Linked DNA regions of Mus musculus: region 2 is linked to region 1. Evidence: chromatin contacts called from public HiChIP or PLAC-seq data. All regions are on one chromosome and are shown on one strand. Each heading gives the region's core, a stretch centred on a gene start, on an enhancer-like site or on the middle of the called end of the contact. The rest is flanking DNA. Distances are from core to core; before and after follow the strand shown. Region 1 overlaps Wwox (WW domain-containing oxidoreductase). Region 2 overlaps Gm30712 (predicted gene, 30712).

Evidence for each region. HiChIP or PLAC-seq counts read pairs in DNA pulled down with a chosen protein or histone mark.
Region 2: a contact with region 1 is called in a BATF HiChIP or PLAC-seq map of CD8 T cells, with 14 read pairs. The contact joins two enhancer-like sites. A contact is called at or near these places in 6 of 484 Hi-C or Micro-C datasets (bone marrow-derived macrophages, embryonic stem cells, group 2 innate lymphoid cells and 1 more), 4 of 115 datasets of contacts at active chromatin or transcription factors (CD8 T cells, effector CD8 T cells, microglia and 1 more) and 1 of 9 other capture datasets (embryonic stem cells).

What each region holds. Positions count from the first base shown.
Region 1 is chr8:115,187,331-115,192,640 of GRCm38.p6, forward strand. The region is part of intron 8 of Wwox (WW domain-containing oxidoreductase); the gene reads left to right. Among named protein-coding and RNA genes, the nearest start is that of Gm39257, 230 kb to the left of the region's middle. Within about 2 kb of position 2,636, at least 57 of the 459 cell types and tissues checked have an H3K27ac peak or open chromatin away from gene starts, as enhancers often do. A contact at or near this core is called in CD8 T cells, effector CD8 T cells, group 2 innate lymphoid cells and 1 more, where this site is marked.
Region 2 is chr8:115,723,531-115,728,840 of GRCm38.p6, forward strand. Gm30712 (predicted gene, 30712) reads left to right here. Exons shown (of 5, transcript NR_168617.1): 3 at 1-299; 4 at 5,085-5,282. Among named protein-coding and RNA genes, the nearest start is that of Gm51552, 6.7 kb to the left of the region's middle. Within about 2 kb of position 2,916, at least 11 of the 459 cell types and tissues checked have an H3K27ac peak or open chromatin away from gene starts, as enhancers often do. A contact at or near this core is called in CD8 T cells, effector CD8 T cells, group 2 innate lymphoid cells and 1 more, where this site is marked.

The DNA of each region.
Region 1 (5,310 bases), core at 1,386-3,885:
ATAGTTCTCTTCCCTAGGTCAGACACCAGGGCCCACACCTGTAACCCTAGAGCTTTGGAGGCCCTAGGCAGACTGTGACAAGGTTGAGGTCAGCCTAGACAGCAAAGCCACATCAAAAACCAAGCCCAGGGGCTAGGGATGCAGATCGCCAAGGAGAGCGCTTGCTTGTCAAGCAGGAAGGGAGCCCCAGGTTCCCTCCTCAGTATGACATAAACTAGGCACAGTGGGACATACATGTAGTCCCAGCGTTTGGGAGGTCGAGGCAGGAACACTGGAAGTTCAGCTAGTCAGCAAGCTGCCGGGTTACATGAGATCTGGTCTGAAATGCCAACTGAGCAACAAATAAAGAATTAAGATAATAAAAGAAACCATTTTAAAGTACATTTTTAAAAATTCCCCTCAGTAAGGCATCTCCTTAAGTTAAGAGTCACAATAAAACATCTGGAAGTGGGAAAACAGATGATATGAGAAAGGAGAAAAAAATATTCCTGAGGTAGTATTAGGTTAAATAAAAACAGTAAGAAAGAAGACCTTTATGATTCTAATTATAAACAAATGGCTAAAGTATGGACTTACATGGCCTAGACATGCATAGGGAAAAAAGCCAGATGTTACTGACAGGCAGGTTAGTCTGTGAGGCCCAGAATAACAACCATTATCCCCTACCCCAAATATGACTTTTGCTTCCAACAAATAACTCCTTCAAACAGGGAAAAAAGTTTGCTAGGATTTCCATTCCTTTGTTTATTTGGCTTGCTGTGTTGTTTTTGTTTTTTGTTTTTGTTTTTGTTTTTTGTTTTGTTTTTTTGACACAAGATCTCAGTGCACCAGGGTGGCCTCAAACTCCGTATTTGAGCTTAGAATGACTTTACGCCCCGTCTCTCTCTTAATACAAAGATTTATTTTCATGTACGTGCATGTATGTGTCTGTGTGAGCGTTTGCTACATGAGGCCCCTGCACAGGCCAGAAGAGCATCAGTCCTCCAGAGCTGTAGCCCACAGGCAGTCCTGAGTCACCTGACACAGTGTTGGGAATGGAAGGCAGTTCCTACAAGAGAGCAGCGTGTGCTCTCCCCCATGACCCATCTCTCCAAGCCCCTCCTTGAGTTCCTGATTCTCCTATTTCCACCTTCAAAGCGCTTGAGCTTTGAAAACATTCTTGCTCTGGTGTCTAGGTGCAACTGAGGCAGATCTTTCTAGAAGTGTTCAGCAAAGTGCTCCCGAGCTCCGCCTCTCCTCCACTCTCTGGTGTGTGAGTTCAGAGAACCTGGAGGCCCCATCATTGTCACCCCAGCCACAAGGATCTCAGTGGCTTCCTCTATGGCAATAAAGGGAATCCCCTTTCTGCTCGGTTCTTTCTGCAGAGTAGATGCATCTCATGAAGCCCTTCCATCCCTGCTTTTATGTTTACAGACTTTGGGGGAGGAACCTATTCTCCATCCTCTTGAATAAACCACACCCAGACTTTTTCTACCTAACTCTCCTTTTAAAAAAGCACTTAAAAAAAAAGCCCAACACGTGTGTGAATTATGTCGGGACATGCATGTAACATACTGCATGTACGGAGTCCAAAGAACAGCTTTCTGGAATCAATTCTTTCCTTCCTCCTTTCTGTGAGCTCTGGGGATAAAACTCAGGTCACCAGGCATGTTCGACAAGCGCCTTTAAACCCCTGAACCATCTTGCCAGCCCCTTGCCTGCCTCCTGGTGTGTTCCTGGATGAAAGGTCATATGCAGGTAGAAGAGGAGAGACAGGACTGGCTTGAGAGTCTGTGCCCCATGAGCACAAAGCCCACCTTCTCTCCCAAAATGAGGTCCCCCCCATTGCCTTTGGCATCATGTCACAGGTGGACACAGGCTCTCTGGCCGACCTTCTGGCTGGAGCGCAGCAGCAGCTCGTTGGCTTTACTGCCTCACGACGTCCACCTTCCTGATCAATGCTTATCAGTTTGCCAAGAGACAGAGCCCGCCACTGCAGAGATTGATCCCAGTTATTTATCTCCCTGGGCCCAATGTAAATTGGTCAATCCTATTCGCATGATAAAAATCATAATGTCTCAAATTACTTACTCAATAAAATGTGGGTCTGTCTATTATTAGTGATCATTAGGGTTATAATGCAGCCTGGAAATGTGGAGCAAATTAACTGCTCATGCAAGCCGTGGGCCCCCTGTGTGCAGCTAATCGTATGCACACCGTTCCACCGGGCAGAAGGGTTTGCAAGAGCCATTTCAGAGTAGGAAGGGTCACACCCATACACCTTTTTCTTCTTAATCTGAATTTCTCAAAGGAACTTTTACCTAACATACAATGGAACCACAAGAGTTACCAAAAAGAAGAAGAAAAACAAAATAGAAAAAGGAAAAAGTAGAAGTATAACTAAAAATAAATAACGTATTTTAATGGTTCTATTCCCGTGTCATTAGATTTTTGAATAATGATGCATCAAAATTCTCCTTTGAGAGAACTCCCACAGAACCCCTCCTTTCTTGTCTGTCTGTCTGTCTGACTGTCTGACAACAGTTTCTCTCCCTGAAGCTTCCTACTCAGTGACATCACGGGACAGGTTCTATAGTCACGATGAGTTCCCATCGTACCTTGGCCGGGGCCATTTCCTCTGTGGCACAGGCTTCCTGGACACGTGGGCAGGTGGGAGGCTCTGACTGCAACGGCTGGTGTCTGGATATGAGAGAGGTGTAGCTTTGAGTGGCAGCGTCAGTTTAGAAGAAAATGAAAACAATACTCTGCGTGTAACCTGTTTCCTGTGAGGGTGTCAGGAAACCTCACAAGGAACTTCACAGATGAAAACTATGAGATAAATAGAAATAATGGCACCGTGCCAGGAATCGGACATTTTTACAGGTGTTCGGTGTATATAAAGATTTCTTCTAGAGAGGATGGCTTTTTTTTTTTTTTTTTGCAATACAGTCTGACACAAGATCCAAACCAAAGATGAGATTTAAATGGATTTAAAGAAAGCCCCTACCACCACCACCCCTAATAAACAAATAAACAAACACCACAAAAAAAAGCAAAAAACAACAACAACAAAAAACCACTTTGGATCAGGATCCTACTAGTATTCAAGTGCGCCTGACTTTAGGCCTGTTGGGATCCAGGTTCATAAATGGTACCAAAGGATTTAATTATCTCTTTCTCAGTTTTCATCAAACACCCCTCCTAGTACTACCAAAGGGTAGGACCACCACCATGGCTTCTTCTTAGGCCACTCTGGCTGCTTTTCACTCTGGACCAACATCATGAGCCAGAGGCTGCGAAACTCTCATCAGGGAGGCCTCTGCCCTGTGACCCTTCCTAGCACCAGGAAGTAACGTTAGCTTCTAAACAACCATGCCTTGAGAAAGTCACAGCGGGTGGCAGCTGGGGAGGGGGACCCCCAAGGGGCTTTGGGATATTATAAACAAAAGAAGGGGACCGGGTACCAAGAATGGAAGCTGCAAAGGTCCACTCTGTTTAGGCATGCCCTGGACTCATCTTTTAGTGTTTAAAGAGGATGAAGACTTACGGAAAGGCCTAGGGGGGTGACTGTGTAGACAGAGGACCCCAAAGGTGACTGATGTTGGGAGCAGAACAGGGCTCTGTTGAAGGGCTTGGGTTCAGGAGACTGGGAATGACACTTAATAACTGTAATTCTGGTAACTGCTCTTTTGCACGTGTCTATGTATGTGTTATATGTGTAAGCATGTGTATGTGTGTATGGGCTAACGCGTGTGGGATCTCTGTGTGTGTGTGTGCATGAGTGGAGTGGCCAGAGGTTGCCATCAAATATCTTCATAGACATAAGACATAGACCTTACATGCTGAGGCAATTTCTATCATTAAATCCAGAGATTGGCAATCCTGCCAGTCTGGCTACTCTGCTTGCTCTGACAATCCTCTGCCTCTGCCTCCTGGGACCTGGGGACCTGAAGTGGTGGTTCTCTCCCTTGTGCTTCAAACACTCTACTCACCGAACCCTCTGTCTAGCCTAGGTAGGCCTGATCAATTGACGGACCCTCATTAAGGCCTCCATGTTCTGAAGTGTTAAAATGCCCTGTTGTATTAGAGTTTTTGGTAAGACGACCGATCAGATAACAGTTGTGAGTCATTGCATCGTTAGTGACTGCTTTGTGGAGAGATTTTCAAATTTTTGCCATGAGCTCTGGAAGATGCAAAGCTCCTTGAAAAGAGCATTTCTGGTTCTGACAAGATGACTTCTCCGTTTTGAATTTAATAGCCAGGGAGAGCGCGTCTTTCCGAAACACGCACTGGGATTAAGCGCTTGGATAACACACAGACTTCACTTCTGAGGGAGCAGAATGAAATGCAAGCCTGAGATTCAGTGATACTCACTGGATGTTTGGCCTAATGGGAAACTGGCCAGAGCTTCATTGCCAGGTGTGCAGCTTGCAGCTTGAAATATGGCTTGGCTCCTCCATCATAGACACACATCCTGTGTGGCCTCTGTCCCTCAGATGTTCCAGTGACCCAGATATAATGACTTCTCTTTTCAACCAGCCTCCTACCTTTCAATGCACTCAGTAATGTGTTGGGCCATTCTCACCTCTCCATCTTATCTTTGGTTCTGTCTTGGGGGTATCATCTGCATCTACTTTCCATCACTGTGGCAATAAGCCACCACAAATTTAGTGGCATGAATTAATAATTCAAATGTATGTCTTTACAGTCAAGAATACAGTTTTGTTGTGTATCTCTACCTGTGGTTTTGTTTTGTTTGAAGGAGGGTTTTGGTACCTTGTTTTGCTGAGGTAGGGTCTCACCCATAGCCTATGCTGGCTTCAAACTTTCCATCTTCCTGCCTCCACTTCCGAAATTCTAGATGTATTTCATCACCCTGGCACACAAGTCCTAAAATCAACGTGTCATCCAATCTTAACATCTATAGCAAAGTCCATTCCTTACCTTTTACAGATTCTAGACGGTTGTGACATTCCTTTGTATGTGACCCCTTCTTGTAGGAGCCAAACACATCATCCCAGCCTCTTCATGGGCTCATATATCCTCGTCCTTGTCCTCTTCCTCTTTCTCTTCTCTAGCCTGTCATCATGCAAGCTCTAACTTTGACCTGCCTTCTGTCCTATTTGTGTGTTTGTGCGTGAGTAAGTGTGTGTGTGTGTGTGTGTGTGTATCTGTGTGTGTACATGTGCACATGCATGCACATACATGCAGAGGTTAGAGAACAATCTTGGCTATCTTTCCTCCAGCACTATTTACCAAGTAGGTTCTTTTTTGAGTAAGGGTCTTTTACCAGCCTGGAACTCATGGGATAGTTTAGGCTAACTCTCTCAC
Region 2 (5,310 bases), core at 1,666-4,165, 540 kb after region 1:
CTGGAAAGAAGTTCTCATGCCCAGTTTCCAGGCCGGACTCTTGGGTACCAACCTACTGATAACAGACTTTGCAGAGACTGTGTCGAATGGCAATGCTCCTCACATGCACTTACATGTGCCTGCTCAGTGCACAAAACCACATGGGAGACTCCAGGATACCAAACACTTTGAAGAACAGACAATAGTCAAGTGTGTAGGTGATGTTGAGTTCATTCCAAGTCTAAGACATGCAAAGGAGTGACCTGGGTGTATTGCTGAGACCACGGGTCACATCTTCACTAACTGGCAGCATGCTGTAGGTAAGGCCTTGTGAGAGTCTCAAGGAGAAAGGACTAAAAGCCTTTCATCTCTATACCATTTTATCTGCTCATATATCCATCCATCCATCCATCCATCCATCCATCCATCCACCCATCCATCAACCCATCCACCTGGTATTCTGTCTATCTTTCTATTCATTTCTATACATTTCTATTATTGATGCACCCATTCACCCACCTATCTCTCAGGTCCTTTGTCTTTCTGTCCCCTCTTCTTTCCATCTGTCCATACACCTAGCCACTCATTACTATGTGCAGAATGCAGCAACATAACTCCACTGGAAGGTGAAAATGACCCTAGGAGGAGAGTGGCCTTTGAACATCTTTGAAATACTGTCCAGACACAGCTTGTTACCTCTTGTTATAGCTTGTTAGGATTATAAGAACTAACACTTTAGAATATATGTGGAGTGGCTTCTTAGTGACATCTCCTGTAGTGTTATTTTTTTTCCTTTGTTAAATAACATATTACCTGTAAACTTTGAACAGAAAGTCAAGTTCTTATAGATATGTTTCTTCATGCCCCAAATCACTTTACATTTCTGGTTGTTTTTTTTTTTCCAAAAGTAAAACTATAATAGGATATGTAGTTATGTATGTATCTCTATATATGTACACACATTTACTTACACACATACACACATGTACACACATATATATATTCCATATATATAATTTATATAAAGAATATAAAGAATTTATATACATATATATATGTGTGTGTGTGTGTGTGTGTGTGTGTGTGTGTGTATTTGTGTATGTGTACATATGAGCACATATATGCATCGTTTCCCTGAGCGTACTCAGATTGTCCACATATTGAATGCACTGTCATGACCCATCTCACCTATGAAAGACTACAGAGTCTAGTCTCTTGGGAATCCCTCTGAGCATCTCTAAGGCTTGACTGTGATTCCCACATCTCAGTGACTGAAGTCCAGGTCACTGGCTCATCTCCTTGAGCTTCTTACCTTTCCATAAGAACCAGCCAATTTGAGTGGAGTCGAGCAATCTCATAAAGGTATAAAGATGTGTTCTGAACCCAGCCCAGGTGCACAGCGCGCTCCCTGAGACAGTTGTCAGATGAGTTTTTGATGAAGACCCTATCCTTTCACCTTTCTGGTCTCCTGCAGCTACTAAGGATGAAATCCCAACTGCCAGTCACCTGAACCCTTCCAATGACCCCTTCTAACTGCAAGTGTCTTTGTAGCTGAACTTTTGCCTGTAGAGGTTTAATACAAAATTATTATGTTACAGGACAGGATGTTATAGAAAGAGTAAGGAGGATGTAGGGACAGGCAAGAATGAAGCCAGGGATAAGCCCTGTGCTCAACTGATACTTTGTTGAGACAGAGAGAGGAGGTGGAGACACTGGGATGAGTACATGAGGCCCTGACACAGCTGAGTCTGTGTGCTGTACCATGTTTCATGATTTACTAGATGAACCATGGGAAGCCTTGGCTAAGGGCATGCATCCCTACATAAATTATAGAGTCAAATAGTTCCCAGTTCACATTCAGCCCTCAGGCTCCACACAGCTTGGGAAAAGCAGTGTTTCTATCTTGATTTAACTGATCTTTCAATATTGTAGATTTATCCACCAATCTATGTGATGGATCCAGTGCTCAGGCAAGCCAGGAATGATGATGCGTGCCTATAATCCTAGCCCATGGAAGGCAAGGGTAGGAGGATTGGGAATGGGTTCAAGGATAACTTTGGCTATACAGCGACTTTGAGGTTAGTCAGAGACTCAAAATCAAAAAGCAAACAAACAAAGAAAACCATCCCAAACCAAAGAGAACAAAATCGATACCCAGGGACTTTCAGAAAGAACCCTTCCAGCTCTCTAGGCTTTTCCTACTCATCATACAATTGCCAACTTTTTCTTGAATGGGCACAAAACATTGTCAACTAGAAGACTACCATCAGCCTGTTCATTTACTTCCCCTCCCCCCCCCAAAAAAAAACTGTTTTCATGAGAAAGCGTGACAATGCTTCCTATAATTTCTGGCATAGGGTGTCCTTCAAAACAAGCAATGCTGAATCGCTCCCTACTTCCATCTTGAGAAACTCCAATATTCTTGCAGGAATAACATGTGTATGGTAGAAGCTGCCCTTTTAAGTGCAGTCACATAGTCACCTGTAGTTTGTTATTATAGAGCATGACTCCCATCTAAATGCCTTGAAACTTCTAGAAAGGAAAAATTGTTGTCCAAGGCATGGTTAAAGTCAAGGTTCAAGGTCTCCTAATGATGGGTCTATATTCTCTCCCAACCACCTGCATGGCCTCTTATTCTTTCTTCTATTATCTCTGTATTCTCTCCCATCATATGAATGCTCCCTGCCCATTCTTAGCCACTGTGAAACATAGCTTGCTTTGGTATGATATGGGCTGCTTATATCTTGTGGAGGTTCTATGACAGGTGAGATCCAGTGCAGACCCCAACACCTGTGCTCCATGGACAAATGCACGCTACTGCTGTTATTATTAATCTGAAGTTTTAGGGGGGTGGAATTCATAGAAACATGTGACTCAGCTTGTTTTGCTGCTGAGAAGCGGAAGTTAAAACCTTGTCCCTGTGAGGCAGGTTTGTGGCTTTGAAAGGGAGAGAAAATTATATACCAGAATGACCTTTCCCCCCAAGTGTTGTGCAGTGCACAAAACTAATTAGCCGAGCCCTAATTGGGTTGAAGTTGAAGCTTAAAGGGAAAGCTTACTCAGTGAAGATGTGAGTCGACACCACAGATTCTATAGGGTGTCACACTTTACTTTCTCTCAGTAACCTCAGTATTAAATTTGTTCAGTTTTCACATGAGATGTCTTGACAGCCAGCTCCTTCTGCGATCTCTAGCCAGCAGCCAGGAAGTTGGGTGGCAACCTGGGATGATGAAGGTCACCATAGTTCTGAGTTCTTCTCTGATGACATTCACTGTACATTTTCCTGAGCTGGAAGGCAAAAGTCACACTAAAAAACAAACAAACAAACAAACAAAAAACAAACCCCCACGATTGAGAACCATAATGAGCTACTTCCTCAGGTAGAGGACACAAAGATCCTGCGGAAGGTGTATACATGCTGATCTCTAAGGGGTGGGTGTGCAAGGGAGTACTACCTGGGTGAAAAACCTGGGGCTCACACCAACTTGTGGTGAGCATCCACCCACACTGAGGATTCAAAATGACTGTGCTGTGTGAGGGCGGTAGTACAGGTTTCATAAACAAAACTTGCCTCCTCACTGGTGTGCCTGCTGGGAAGCCAAGGCCAGTGACTATATCTGGTTGGGAGCCCAGATCTGCCCAAAACCACTTTTAAAGTTTTTTATTTTTAATTTTTTTGCATGGTGGGATATGAGGCCTAACCTCAACACTGTAAAAACCAGGTTAACTCCAGGTCAGTTCTTCTGTGGACTTTGTGTTGTTTTTGTGACAGGGTCTCACTATGTAGGCTCCCCCTGGAACACTCGTAGATTAGGCTGGCCTCTAAGCCACAGAGATAACCTGTTTCTGCCTCCCAACGCCTGTATTGAAGGTGAGTGCCATCGCATCGGGCTTGTGCAGACCTAATGATGTTGGAAGATGAAGGAAGTCCTTCCCTTTCCTGCCATGTACTTCCCTGAACTCTCCTCCTGTGTCTGTCTTAGGTACAGTTCCAGGCCCTGCAGCCTGGTAAGTGCAGTTTGCTTCATGCATTGCTGTCATGCAGCTACCTTGCAACCTTTCACTATAAAGCAAGAGAAGGAAGATAAGTCAATGGTGATGGAAGGAGAGAGTGACAGGGCTGGTGAGATGGTTCAGTGGGTAAAGGTGCTCCTTGCCAAACCAAACAACCTGACTTCAGTTTTCTGGCTCCATGTGGTGGAAGGACTGAACCAAATACAAAACTTTGTCTACACACACACACACACACACACACACACACACACAAACAAGGGGGGCGGTAATAGAAGCAACTGGTGACTGAAGATAGAACCTAATTAGGGCATCAAATCTGAAGTCACTCTTTCACCTTTATCTACAGCCGACCACTGAATAAGGTAAAAAACTTCCTTGTGCAAGCTCCACGGACCGTCTCTTACTCAAAGCCGAGAACATTCTAATTCACCAGTCTCCTTTAAATCCCTTCAGCCTTTTCTTCCTAATCCGTGCTCCCTGTCAATTCTCATTGTTCCTTTACAGAATTAATTAATAACCATCATCTGTCTCTCCGTAGATCCATGAGTTCTTCGAGGGCATGAGCGGTGTCTTAACTCCTTTTTCCAATAAGGGTACAATAGCAAAGAGTGTACTAAGTGAATGAATGATGAACGATGAATGATGAATGAATGAATGAATGAATGGGTTAATGAGTATATATGGATGGATGGACAGACAGATAAATGGGTGGATGGATGGATGGATAAATCCATGAATGAGTAATTGGATGAATGAATGAAGTCAATGATTGGGGAAACAAGACCCTGCAGAGGATATGGGGTATGTACTATGGATAGTTTCTGGGTCTTAGGGAACCTTCTTTGTCTCAAGATCCATGGAGGAGGATTGATGAATTCCTGCTCCAGCCCTGAAGTCTCCTATGAGAACCAAAGCGTGTTCCCTCTCCCTCACTATAATGTAAACCAGATTAAACTCTCTCCTCCCCTCAAAAGATGACACAGGAAAACTTGACATCTCCTCATGATGAATTACGTGTCTCTGGGTCTTTCTTCATTTCTTTTTCTATTTTCATTTTTCATCAGCACAAAAGAATGTTCTCTTCATTTCAGATTTTACCAGAAGTCACACTTATGTGGATGGAGAGGCTAGATAAGTTTCTAAGTAAAGGAAACAGAGCACTTCTCTCTATACACTGAGGACTGTCTGTGGAAGCCAGTTGCCACAAGACACACCACACCCTTTCCACAAGAAACCAAGACTTCGTGGACCCAAGCCTGCCTGTTTTGTCAATATCTTTGGAGTCAAAGGTAACAGTTTCATAGCCAAGAGGACTGG